2 separate regions of the Mus musculus genome follow, and region 1 is linked to region 2. The links are chromatin contacts, called in public HiChIP or PLAC-seq maps. All regions are on one chromosome and are shown on one strand. Each heading gives the region's core, a stretch centred on a gene start, on an enhancer-like site or on the middle of the called end of the contact. The rest is flanking DNA. Distances are from core to core; before and after follow the strand shown. Region 1 has its middle 30 kb from the start of Gm41333. Region 2 has its middle 170 kb from the start of Gm41333.

The links. HiChIP or PLAC-seq counts read pairs in DNA pulled down with a chosen protein or histone mark.
Region 1: a FOXA1 HiChIP or PLAC-seq map of pancreatic cancer cells shows a contact between it and region 2. The contact joins two enhancer-like sites. A contact is called at or near these places in 1 of 15 datasets of contacts at CTCF or cohesin (CD8 T cells), 1 of 484 Hi-C or Micro-C datasets (nephron progenitors) and 2 of 115 datasets of contacts at active chromatin or transcription factors (CD8 T cells and pancreatic cancer cells).

What each region holds. Positions count from the first base shown.
Region 1 is chr15:62,695,796-62,702,658 of GRCm38.p6, reverse strand. No RefSeq gene overlaps it. Among named protein-coding and RNA genes, the nearest start is that of Gm41333, 30 kb to the right of the region's middle. Within about 2 kb of position 3,863, at least 72 of the 459 cell types and tissues checked have an H3K27ac peak or open chromatin away from gene starts, as enhancers often do. A contact at or near this core is called in pancreatic cancer cells, where this site is marked.
Region 2 is chr15:62,495,773-62,502,782 of GRCm38.p6, reverse strand. No RefSeq gene overlaps it. Among named protein-coding and RNA genes, the nearest start is that of Gm41333, 170 kb to the left of the region's middle. Within about 2 kb of position 1,577, at least 61 of the 459 cell types and tissues checked have an H3K27ac peak or open chromatin away from gene starts, as enhancers often do. A contact at or near this core is called in pancreatic cancer cells, where this site is marked.

The DNA.
Region 1 (6,863 bases), core at 2,614-5,113, 200 kb before region 2:
ATTTACATTTTAAACATTTTTGACTACATATATTAAAATGCTTAACAACATATATATGCATAAACATATTTAATATGAAGCTGCACTGATGTCCTTTGTCTTCCTTGATATTAAAATTAAATTTCCATTTAAAGATATGTTTCTTCTATCCACTTATCTATCCATACCTTTTTCTATATCATCCAGGAGACTCTGAGTTTCTTATATACTTGAATTGAATTTGGCAATTACCACAAATATTACAAGTCCTAGATTTTTTTTATACTTTGGAGGACTTGTAAGAAAAAGTATTCTGTGTTCCAGATTTTCCATGAGAAGAGTGCTTACTAACACCTAGCCCCTAAATGCTTTATATTGATGAAATAAAATTGTTTATGAAAAATATTTCATCACAATGCCCAAAAGAGTAAAATCAGACAAAAATCTTCAAAAATGTTCATCGGTATTATCAGAAAACTTGCTAGATGTGTGTGTGTGTGTGTGTGTGTGTGTGTGTGTGTGTATATACATATATATTATGAATAAATAAAGAGTTTTAACAGTTCATACAAGGGGTATGCATTGCTTACTCTAAAGAGCAATGTCTTCTCACTATGGAGGCAATTTGGTTTTATTTTATGAGCAAAAGCATGTGGGACTTAGCTGGTATTCAAGCTCTAGGGAGAGAGCATCCCTAACCTAGGGATATTCTGGCTTCTCTCTCACTGATACTGGTCATGTGTTGAAATCACAGAGGCGATTGCTTGCTACTCACTAGAGGGTATTATCACCTCCAGGAAGAATGTGCAACTACTGGCACATAACCATAGGGTCATGTTTCTTAAAATGGGTAGAGAAAGAGCAAATTGGGGTAAAGGTCTCAGGATAGTGAGGTGATGCTGAAGAGTAAAAGATTAAAGGACCAAAATTTGAAGGAGGCAACTCTTGGAGGAAATTTCAAACTACACTTCCCATTGCATATGCGCTGTGCTTGGACTGCAGTGAAAGTGTTATGGGCTCATCCAATGCTTCCTCGTTGTGGGCCTCACCCAAGTTAAGTTTCTTAGCCATGCCTTTAAGCTCTCTCTTAAAAGTCAACAGAAAATCAAGGTAGTATCTCATTTGGAGTTTGAAAACTGGAAATGAAGCTAGCTGATCAAAGGATGGGGCCCTCTGATTGTGCGGTACCCATGTGACCCATGTCTGAAGACATGACAAGCAGCTAGAGAACACTGAGAAAGGGGAGGAGCAACTGGAAGAAGATATGGAGTATCCTTGTCCGCCTGTAGAGTGCTAAGGCAGAAGCAGACATGTTCTGTACTGCTGCTAATATGCAAAATAAATGCCATCAATTATTTGTTACTATTTATTGAATATTTTCTCTGTGCCCATACAAGTGACTATTATGTGCCCAGTGTGGAAAAAATGTTTATTTTTATTATCTCACTTAATTTTCATAATGCTGCAAAGATAGTGTTGGTTCATAAGCTTAAATGGCATATTATGCCGTTTCTCAGTTGCTAAAAAGCTTAATTTTTCTTAGCATGAAGTCACCATGATTTAATTGAAAACAACTGGGCTTTGCAGCTTGATCAAGCTAAGCTTTTTTCCCAGCTCTGCTATCCACTAGTTTTGTTACTGTGGTCAACATAATTTAAATTCTCTTAGGTTCAATCTGCTCATACATAAAATAGGAGTACTAATGACTAACTCATATGTTGCCCACAGGATTAAAATGAGATATGTTTACATAAAACATATTAAAAGTAAACATTCATTGAATACTTTCTTTGTGTCAGGCATGTGTTAATTTTATTTAATTTTCACAACGTCCCTTATAAAGAAATAGGAATAGTTCCAATTTCTTTAAAACAAACAAACAAACTAATGCTCATAAAACTAGATTTCCCCCCCCCACAACACACAAGGCCATACAACAAATAAATATCATAGTTGTCATTGTAAACCCTTTCATATTGTTTTGCTGTGGCTCTAATTACTGGTCTTTGGAGAAATTAAAAGCCTGAAAAATAGTGGAAGTATTCACTATTTTATGAGGTTTTTATATCAGTTTTTGTTTTAAAAGAAGTTAGATATAGTAGGCTCTAAAGCCCTTTCCAGCATTGACTCTTGTTTAAAAAAAAAAAAAAGATTTTCTATGCTGGGTAAGAAATAATCAATTTTGGCCAAATTTGGCTTGATATGACCCATAAGACCATACCTTCCTGAATCATGTGTGAAAGATAATTCCTGATCAGTTTTTGCAGGGAATATCCCTAGTATAAGTATAGCTATTGGTATCTACAATTCTGTTCTTTAAGCTTTGTTTCTCCTCTTTTCCTTTATTAAACGACCACTGCTCTGAATGTTCAGTTCAAGAGCAAAGTGGGTGCTTCATGAAACTTCCACTTGCTTCGTCCATTGTGTTTGCTTCTTGATGTCTAAGTTCTTGTGAGTTAGAAACCCTCATGCTCTGTCCTGAAAACTGCTTCTTCCCAAACACTCTCCCTGAGGCATGGGGAATTTAACCTCATATACTCATCATTTCAGATGCGACCAGGCATCTTCAGACCATTATGTTTCTATTGGAATTTGGAACAACTAGAAAACCAGTGATGCTGAATTATCTCAACCCTACCACCAAAGAAACATCGCAGGAAACGTGCACAAAACAAAACAGCTTCCTTTTAGGCTCACATCTCCTCCTGGCAGTGGGTACATCAAACGCTAGCGAGCCCTTTGTCCTGGTGCCCCCACTAGATTTTTCTCTTCAATCGATTTGACTTTGGGAGAAACAAAGGTCTTTAAGTATAAAAGTGAGTGACAGAGAATAGGACACATCACTATCCCTCTTGTTACAGCATGGAGGTTTAGTATTATAAGCTCATAAGGATTTTAGAAGTACTCTTTACACACCTTTTGCTTGATAGCTCTGGAAACTGAAACCAGATCAAACAGAAATTTAATTTCTTATTTTTTTCTGCCCATTTCTCTACACATTGACACAAACATACACATTACACATGCACATAAACACCCAGTGTCCCCCTAGCCCCCCCTCTCTCCCTCCCTCCCTCCCTCCTTCTCTGTTTCTTTCTTTCTCCCACTGAATCTTTAAATTCAACCAAGTAAGTAAACCACAAGTATCAAGAATGCAAACATCTTATGAGAGATGCAATGATCTTCATGTTAAAATCTGATGGGCTGTCACATTAAAATATAGCAAAGTGAATAGAAAAGAGGACCAGGAGTCCACCTGATGTAGCTCTAAGGATGTTTTCATGCCCATCCACTGAGTGAACCTATATAACTTAGTTAATGCCTTTGGGTCCCATTTTCATCTCCTAAAGGAAGAGTTTTAATTGTGCCTCACAGTATTGCTGATGGGTTCACACCAGATTCTAGGTGTGAAAGTGCTTGCGCTCCATCTACATGTAAGAAAACACACAACAGAAGTGTCTTTGGGCACACAAGGTGAGGCTCAGAAACCCCCAAAAGATGAAGTGTTGCTAAGTGCTCCAGTGAACTAAAGCTAAGTAAACAGTCAGAAACCATCAAACCTTCAACAACAAACCGATATTTGGGCTAACCACACCCAACTCCTACAGCAGCTTGCAAGGTACATACAAGGAAAAATACCATAACTTTGTGGATTTCTGGGTGGGAGAAACATATCTAGGAACACAAAATGACAAGCTACTAGGCTTCAGGAAGTAGCAGGTGTCCCCAGGGAACATCAAATATGAGTCAACACACCTCTTCTGGTTCCTAAGTTTAACTGCAGGCCTTTGGAAATAGAGAGGCCATTCCTAAGGCTTATGAGGAACCACAAGACCTGCTTTCTCGTGTGTGCAGCCTGAGACTCTGAGCCATTGTCCCATGGGAGGCCACTGGCAGCCTCAGACAGAGCAAGCTGAGTTGGGATGAGCCATGATACTGAGTTCCAGTAAAACCCACAGAATGTTCTGAACTTATGACTAAGTCTGAGCAACATAAACAAGCTCCAAAAACCACCTCAAGAAGGGTGGCTTTGGTGGTGTGGCCTGGTAATCTCTTTTCTCAAAGGAAGGAAGGAAGGAAAGAAGAAGAAAAGGAGAGAGAGACAAGAGTCAGAGAGACCTAGAGAGATAGAGATAGGGGCACAGAGAGGCACACAGAGACAGAGAAGAAAAGGTCTTGTTTAAAAGAACCAAGATATTCTACTTTACAGTTTTCATTTTTTGATAGTGACGTATCTAGCCCCCCCACTTTTTTGATGCTAATCTCTCTGTTTTGAGCTCTCACAGGAAAGTAGTTAGCTGTGAGTGCTGGAGCCCAGGGCATCCTCAGGACCACCATGGGGCCTGGGTGGGGTTGAACAGATGGTGTGCTTGCCTGCTACTCCCTTGAGTCAGCCAGAACAGCTTCCTCTTTTATTGATTTTATTTTATTGGCCTTCCTCACACTTTATTGGAGAAATACGTGTATAACAAGCTCCTGCTGTTTTTCAAAGGAAGAAAGTATAAAAGCAGAATAAATAATGATATTAGCTCTGAAGTAGCAAGAACTAGTGGGTACTTGTTGAATGTGTGCCAGGTACTGCTTTCAATTTAAAATCCTCACATGACCCCAGAAGTGAATGCTCTCATCAGTACCCTCCTAGAGAAGGGCAGAATAAGATACAGAGAATTTGAATGACTCTACTTATGTGAGTAAGCCAATCATTAGCTCAGAATATAGTTCCTACCAGCAGGATTGATGTCTGCCCATGTGTTCTTATCTGATACAGTTTATTGACTCCTTCACCAAGGCTTGACTTGTGTTTCTATTCTCAAAGTAGACCCAAGGCTGTTGCCTGACTTCCCCTTTCTATCCATGGTCTGCACAATGTTCGGCCTACATTCAGATACTGTTCCTTCAGTAGAGTTTCCCCTGGATACTTCATTGAGAAGGAGGCTTCTTCTGGTCAGTCTGCCTCTCCTTTACTTTGCTCCATTTTTATTCTTAGCATTAAAAAAAAAAACTGATCTGCAAAATCTATGGGCTCTGTGTGGTCTTTGGTCTATGGACCTTCTTAGCTCCTGAGATCAGTGACTTTCTCAGTTCCCCAGATCACTGTCCATCCCTAACAACTGAATTACAACAAAGGCTTGAGGAAATAAACATGTAAGAGAGTATAACAGTTGTCAAGGAAAGAATAAAGAAAGATATGTGGCAAGGAAGATCACTTGGTACTGACTGGAAAACCCAGAATGAGAGGTCTAATAACTTAAGACTAGAATCATGTGATGTGGAATGAGACGACAGATGATGCTTCATTTATTCTTTTGTTTTTGAGATAAGGGTCTCAGATTCACAATGTTTTTGTAAGGATTAGGTGAAGCAGGATGCACCTGTAAATAGATCTTTGTTGATGGCTTCCTACATTTTCTACTCTAGACCTGGTTCTGGAGATATAGCAAGCGTATAAGAGGAATGTGTGCTGAGTTAAACCAAGTCGAGAGTGGCTAAACTGCTATGGGGAAAGCACAGAAACAGGTGCAAAGAAATGAGCATCCATTTGGTCATGTGACTATGGCTCTGGCCATAACGTCTCACCTTGTGTACCTTTTCAGTCTTTATTTCTGTCTGGATAAAATAAGGTAGGGCAATATTTGGTAGGCATTATTTTTTATCTCTGAGATCTTTTAAGACCAAACCTAGCATTACACAGTTGATCTGCTTTCTCTCACATTTCTGAAAGCAAACTACCCAACCCTCCTTATTGCCAGGGACTAACTATTCTGTTTACTATTTGGTTCCTAGGGTCCAGCCCAAATAAAAATTCTGAGTATATCTCAGATTAGAAAATTACTCTGGCTGGCTGGACAAGAAATGCTTATATATACAATAGGCAGTCAAATCATTATCTTATCTGGATCTCTATGGGTCGTTCTGGGTAGATGAGCCTCTTGACTCACTTGGTCAAAGGAATGCCATTATCCATAGCTAGCCCTTTTCTTTTATGAATGGAAAAGGAGGGAAATGTGGGGAGGCGCTCTTGGAGATTTCTGCTTTAAGTCCATCTTGAAGAGCTTGGTGGGTTTGTTCTTGTTCCTGGGGAGGACTCATTATTTCTTTTGACATGCTGATTTATTGGATGAGGCTACTGCCAAGGACTTAGTTGGCTGGTGAAGTCCTATTGGTGACCTGATAAAAAGGCTCTGTGTTCTCATTCATTTCTTTACCTACCATTTTAAAACAACCAGTAGTTTGCTTGTACATGTATTAAAACAGAGCAAACAAAAACTTGCAGGCAGGACACTGATCATGGCTTCAAGAATCAGTTCTCTAACATTTATATATATCTCTCTCAAAGACTACGAGTTGTAAGACATAGCTTCTACCTCTGTTTGGTATATCAACAGTGAGTAATATTTAGCACTTTTGGTTTTCAAAGCATTTACTTGTTTATCATTTGATACTCAGGAAAACTACCTGTAGCTACTATTATAAACCTATATTTTATATGAACAAACTGAAGACACAAATTACCCTTTAAGTCTTGCTTAAGGACACAGATTAAAATTGGGATTTTTCTGACTCAAGTTCTTGGCTCAGAGTTGAAGAACAGCAAAGGCGGTTGGGAAAGATCCCAGGCAAAAGTTCTTAACATTTAGCAAAACAAGTCATTGCTGAATTGCAGTATCCTCACAACTTCCCCATCTCTCGTGGGACAGAAAAAAAATCTTAGGAAAAAAGAATGGCATAGCCTACTTATGTAAGTTCTGGGAAACTAAGGCCTGATCCCCTATCTAGCCGTGTGGAGACAGAACAGAGAATGGGAGTACAAAGTGGGAAGGGAGTTAGAGACTCCCTAGGCTAGGTATGGAAATCCAGTTGAGTCTTTTTACAAACTATTTCCT
Region 2 (7,010 bases), core at 328-2,827:
AATGGGAGAGACCCGGTCTCAAAATAAGGTAGACTACTCCTGAAGAATGATACCCCAGGTTGTTCTTCGGTTTCCACACACACATATACACATATGTGTGGGCACACATAGACTTATGTTTACCTATACATACATACATACATACATACATACACCACACACTAAGTAAATGAATGTATGAATGAATAACATGGAGAAAGAAAGGAAGAGAAAACCCATTTACTGAATAATATATATGAGAGGCATGAGAATTGAACTCTTTTCACCAAGCTCACACAGTCAAGGCTGAATCCACAATGAGACAATGTTTTGAAATAAGGACTTTCAGGAGGTAATTAAGTTTGAGCAAAGTCAACTGGGTCCTGATCTAAGTGAACTACTACTCTTATGCCAAACACCAGAGGAAAGACAATAAGAAAACAAAAGAAGGGCATTGTCTACCCATTAAAAAAAAAAATCCTATAGACACCTTATCTTGAAGATCAAGTTTCAAAAATTGTAAAATAATACATTTTCAAGTTTATGCTAACATATTTATAGAGTTTTATTACACCAGACCTGCACTAACAAAGTGTATGATAGAAATCTTTAGCTGCATAACATGGTCATAGAAAGTGATAGGGGAAAAAAAAGAGAGGTTCATATCAAGATGTCTGCTCAGCAGAAAACCTAAGGACTGGAACATAGGAACCCCATAGTCCCCAGCTGTTCCGTCATCAGAGTTCTTCTAGCACGCAGAGTGAAACTCACACTCGTGGGCTATTTCCACCTAGATCCTGCGGGCTACATATATATTAAAACCAAAGGGTCCCTTTATAGCTGGACTCTGACCAGAATCATTATTCTGTGTTTTATCACCTGCCTAGCAGAGACCCAAGAAATAATGTTCTATGGCTTGTGGCTCAATGGACTCCTCTTGCTTTCCTCATGGCCTTCTCTAGGGATAGCACTCCCTTCACAGCGTGATAAGCTTCTTCTATTTCTTCTCATCCTCCATCAACATTTCCCCCCAAAAAATGTCTCTTGCTCTATTTAACTCTATCTTAGCTCTGCATGAGCTATTCTGAGCGAGCTGAATATAGGGGCTTTGTATAGAAGCTTCCTATTGGGGCTTCTTTTATAATCATCACCTGGATATATTGTCCTAGCAACCTGAAGAGGAAATGTTTTATTCCCATGTTCTAGAACAAGAAAGTAACATGATGGAGAAGAGGGGCTTGTGCCAACATACAACAGCTGGTAATGATGAAGCCACATCCTGTCTTCTAAAGCAAAGCATCCATTTTTGTGCCTGCCTCCAGTACTTAGGAAGACTTCATTCCCCTACCCCTCCAAGCCCTTCTGCCCCTGCTTGTAAGCAGTTCTTTTGAACCTAATGGGGCTCTCATCAGGTTTCTGAAGTCACCTCTGGAGAGGAGGCTGTCAAAGTTTCAACATAAAACCTGAAACATGATCTTTATGGGGAGAAATGAGAAACCTGTTAAGGAAGCTGGGGGGGAGGGGGTACGGTGTAGATGAGCAAGGTGTCCTGCAAGTGGACCCAGCAGGCCAGTCATAACTCAGGAATGCATCGCCTCATTTATCCCCTGACCAGGAGTCCACCGGGAGCTATTGCATAAGATGAGAGCATGGTCACTAGTTACCATGTGACTAGCAATCATAGATGCATGACAAAGCAGAGAGGAATGCAGCATTTGGCACACCGTTTAGAGGACAATAAACAGGTCCTAGTGAACTTGTGCATGCTCAAAAAGCACCCAGCAACTTGGTTAAAATGGGCAAGTCTAGACTATATCTCCTCCCTGTTAGCATGCTTGCTTCTACCCCTGAAAGGTCAAAGAAGGAACTCACTCATTAGTTTTCACTGCTTTAGGACTTAACATACTATTGCTAGAAGAAGCAAGTTAAAATCAAGTCACAAAGAATTTATTTGATCACCTATTGTGCTGTCATGCTGGGTACCAAATACACGATTGAAGTAAGACTTAAGCCTTAGGAAGCTTCACTATCTGAAGATAAACAGTCTCATTAGTAGTGACTAGTGTTTGGCAGGTTAAGGACAAAGGTTCTAGAAGGATCATATCCCAGTAATAATTACTATAGTTGTTGACCTATGAACCTAAGCACTTCCTAGCCTCTCTCAGGTCTTTTGTCTTCTGCCTCCTTCCAAGCCTACTTTCATTCTTATATTGTACTGGCGGAGCACTAACAAAGTCTTTGTCATCTCCTTGATCTAAGCACATACACCCTCATCATGTTTACATTCCCATCTCTAACTGGTTTCCAATGCATGGTCTTTACTGACAGTAAGTGTTCTAAAATAAACCATAATGTAGTAGAATGTACTACTATGACTGAGTAAAATCTTAGCTGGTTTTCTTTCTTTTCCTTTTTTAATGTTTTTAAGAGTCTTACATAACACATGTTGGTGTCAAATTCACTGTGCAACAGAGGTGATACTCAAACTCCTGATCCTCTTGCCTTTATCTTCCAGGTGCTAGAATTCTACGTGTGTGCTTACTGTGCTTAGCTAATTAAAAGCCCCCATTATCCTGACTGTACAGGTAAGGAAAGTAGACATATACAGACTTCTTACATTACTCAGCATCATGCTCCAAGAAGTCCAAACTTTAGGTCATTTCACTCCTAATGGAACCCAGAAAACAATGACTGAAGGTATGACTGTACAAGGCCAGACTATAGACTGGAAAATGTGCCTCTTTAGCAGTAGGATTATTTTGAGCTTGTTATTTTAAAGCATATAGACATGAGAGTAGTTCTTTAAAAAGTAGCTGCCTTCTTATAAGAAGAGCCACATCTATAGAGGAAGTTAACTTTGAGAGAGACTCCCTCTTACCAGGAAAAAAAAAAGACCCATTAAATAAATCACTGAAGAATGAGAAATTGGAAAAGGCATGGAGTGTGAGCTGCAGAGCACAACTAAGCTTTGTTTGAGGGGCTTTTCCTACCCATCTTGCTATGAAGAACTTTGCTTTTTTTCCAGAAGGTGCTAATATTTAAGTCTGAGGTTCAGTCTCTTTCCTAGAGATGCACTCTATGAACCCGTGCTACATTCTGTGGGTTTTCTTGCAGGAACATATGAGTTTCCTTTTGTTTGTTCTCTTGTTCTACCTTTTGCTGCACCTAGAAAATCATGACAAAAGAAAATTATTATTCCTCCCCTATAGTCTCTTATTTAAAATTATCAGTGACTCCCTATTTACTGTCAGTAATATAATTCAAATTCTTCAGGATAGATTCAAGAATCATATATGCTTCTACCCTAGCCCTAGCTTCAACTCTGTCCACTCAGACTTCACATTCTAGTACCCAGCAATCTGGACATCATTAAGTCCCTAGATCCCTCTTGAGTACTTATAAGTTCTTCCTCTTTGTTATTTAACCTTTCTTCCTAAATACCTTTCTTTGCTAATGTTTCTGGCAGTGGCAGAATCTCCAGATTAGAAATTACAGGCTCCTTCTTCTAAACCTCCACAGCATAGGTTCATTTCTTCCTCATCAGTGGTCCACACTGGTTCAAACCATGTAGCATGGGACACATGCACGCTGCTGCACAGGCCTATAAAAATACCTGGACAGCTTTAGGCATTTACCCTAAGAATAGAGACCCAACCTTCTCTCATCATGATGGATTTGGAGTTATTCATATTTGTTGAATAATTAGGTTAAAAAAAATAGTTCTCAATACAATGCCTTCAAAAAGCTGATGTTAGCCGGGTGTGGTGGCACACGCCTTTAATCCCAGCACTCCGGAGGCAGAGGTAGGCGGATTTCTGAGTTCGAGGCCAGCCTGGTCTATCTACAAAGTGAGTGCCAGGACAGCCAGGGCTACACAGAGAAACCCTGTCTCAAAAAAACCATAAAATAAAATAAAATAAAATAAAATAAAATAAAATAAAATAAAAAAGCTGATGTTGAATCTGTTAATATAAAGGAATTTGAAATTCATTAAACTTCTGGCACTATCTATTCTTTCAAGAAACAGAATAAGTGTTAATTGTTCCTCATCCATAAGATGTCTCTGGGGTCTTGCCACCCATCCATTAATGGACATAATTCATAGTAGATGAATTTACTTTTTCAGCAGGTCACCTTTTTCTTTTTAGGTAAAAATTTGTGAACTCTCACTCGATGATTTATATTATGTCAGTTTCTAAGGTAGTAGCAAGGGAGCAATCTCCATCAGCCCTGTGGTTAGTAGGAAAGGTGTGTATTCCATCGCAGTACTTCACCATAAGTACCATGCCTGGGATGGGACACGGATACAAAGAGAGCATGGATAGGCAGCCCTCATACTCAAGTATGAACACAACATTTTTATGAAAGGAACGGAGGGAAGCAGGGAAGGAAAAGGGAAGGGAGGAAAAGAAGGAGGGAGGGAAGAGGAAGGAAGGAAGGGAGGGAGGGAGGGAGGGAGGGAGGGAGGGAGGGAGGGAGGGAGGGAGGGAGGGAGAAGCAGGTACTAAGTCAGAGTGTCATGACAGAAAAGGTAGGGTTAAAGCAAAACAAAATGTCATTTAGTGTGACTAGAAATTGTATATTGTCAATAATAACTCATTCCATGTTTGGGACTCCTCATAACTCTTGATAAGAGGCTAAATCTCTTTTAATATAGATGCTAAAACTGTACAAATCTTTACTTTTCCATATTCCTGACAGCACAGCTGTGGTATGTGTTTTATTCTCATCTCAGAAGATGCGTCTGTCAAGTATTTTTAATTTGGGCAAATGACATAAGACATGAGAGTGCCCTGTTATGGAGCTATGGGGACACTAATAACCACAGGCTATCCTGAGATCAAATGACAGTGTAAACACAAGACAGTGGTGGAATAATTTGCTATTTTCATATTATAGTCACTAGAGCCCCTATGAGTTGCTTTTGCCATGCCACATACCTTTATTCCAATTTCCCCTTTCCTTTTCCTTCCTTCCATCCATCCTTCCTTCCTTCCTTCCTTCCTTCCTTCCTTCCTTCCTTCCTTCCTTCCTTCCTTCCTTCCTCCCTCCCTCCCTCCCTTCCTCCCTTCCCCCCTTTCTTTCCATCCCTCCCTTCCTTCTCCCCCTTCCCTCTGTCTTCCCTATCTCTCACAACCATTCTGTCCTCACTCTATCTCTATGTGCCTTTCCTCTCTAAACTGAGGATTAAACCCCAGTCCTAATCCACAAACAAACAAACAAAAAAACACCACTCTATGAACTACAACCCAGCCCTTTACTTATTTCCTAATCTCAAATGTCCTGATAACTAATCACTATCTTGTCTGGACCACATTTCCCAAACGTGTATCTTGAGGCAGCGTTTAGGAGAAAGTGATCCTGATAGGATTCAGCTTAGGAGTAGACAGACAAGGCAGGAAACCAATAATAAAAATCAGTAGAAGATGAACAGGGGTGGGAAAGTGGCTAATGTTGTAGGAACTTTAATGAGTTCTGGAATATTCTTCAGAGATTTACTTGAAAAACAGCTAGCTATAGTAGTATCTATTCTCCAATTTCTATCCATCCTTGGATAAGGGCTTCATTTATTCCATCCACTGCCAAAACAATTCCATTAGTTCCCTGGAATTTGCTTTGGACCCAGAGAAACTCTATAGGCAGAGTCATAAATGCTTGTCCTGATACATGTTCATCTTTTACTGGAACAGAGCATATATATTGTAAGCCCTTTGCAGCCTCGTGGCTGCATCCTTCTGAAAGCTCTATTTCAGTAGGATTTCATCAATTTCTGTTGTTTTTCCCCAGCAGCTCTGTTAGAATTCAAACATGAAAAGGTGTTAATGGAGATGTCATCAAAACTGAAAAATCTTGGGTTTGACCTTACTGGGAATAATATGGAGCTAAAGATGCTTAAAGCAAGAAAAAAAGTGTTAGATTTTGTTTTGGGTTCACTTAAATGGGTCAATATAAATCCTTTAATGGTAATAAATTTTAAAATGATAAGCAATTTAATCTCAAACCTTCATTATGTTCTCAGAGAGGACTGACTTTGCTGTGTTAGCTGCATGGACATCAACTTATTGATACATGAGCTTAATAAGTTATTGCTTTAAAATAAATTTAAAGCAGTATTTTAAAACTGCTCTTATTGACTGCCATCAAGTCCATAGGACTGAACGTTACTTTCGAGCTTGTAGGACATGCAATGTACAGTCAAGGGAAGTCTGAGTAAAAGAGACTCTTAGCTTCCGATGGATGTCTACTTAGATTTCATCATGCAGGTTCCCAGCCTGTGATTTGGGGCAGCTCCCAGATTTGACTCTTGGCAGGATTCCAAATCTACAGCCAAGAGCCCAGCAGCTTCCTCTTTCCCCACCTCCAGATCAATCATAGAAGATTTTCCTTAGCCCTCTCTCTAAATTTCCCTTTGATCATTATCTTGTCCCTGTTATAAAGCCCAATCGCTGTCAGGCCCCTTCAGCAGGGGAGACAAACTGTGTGCTAGCAGACTGACTGCAGATTCCTTGGAAGCTGCAGCAATTTAAAGACCGCCTGCTGATGCTTTCGCTCTGCAGGACTTCAAAGGGAGAGCCACACATTTAAACACCAGGAGAGAAACTGCTGGAAATAGATGCAAAAGCTCCCCCCAGAAACCTGGTAGTACAGTCTTCATGCTTCAAGCAGAGCTGATCCCAGAGGAGGCACAAAACACAAATGATGCTAGTTAAGGAGGAGAGATAGGGGCCAGAATGGAATTTTAACCAGCTGCTAAATGTCTCTAGGCAGGAGATTTCTAGCCACTAGTCCTCAGTTTCCTTTACTAGAAAACAAATGAATTTCTGATCTTTAAAATGCCTTTCTATCTTTTTCTGTCCAGAAAGGTAGACTTATTTCTGGGAGGATGCATGGATGGATGGATGGATGGATGGATGGATGGATGGATGGATGGATGGATGGATGGATAATAGAGAGATGATAGAAATGCAGGGGAGAATGAGGTCATATAATAGAAATAGCCTACGAGGTGTAAGACAGTTCCAAACAAGGAC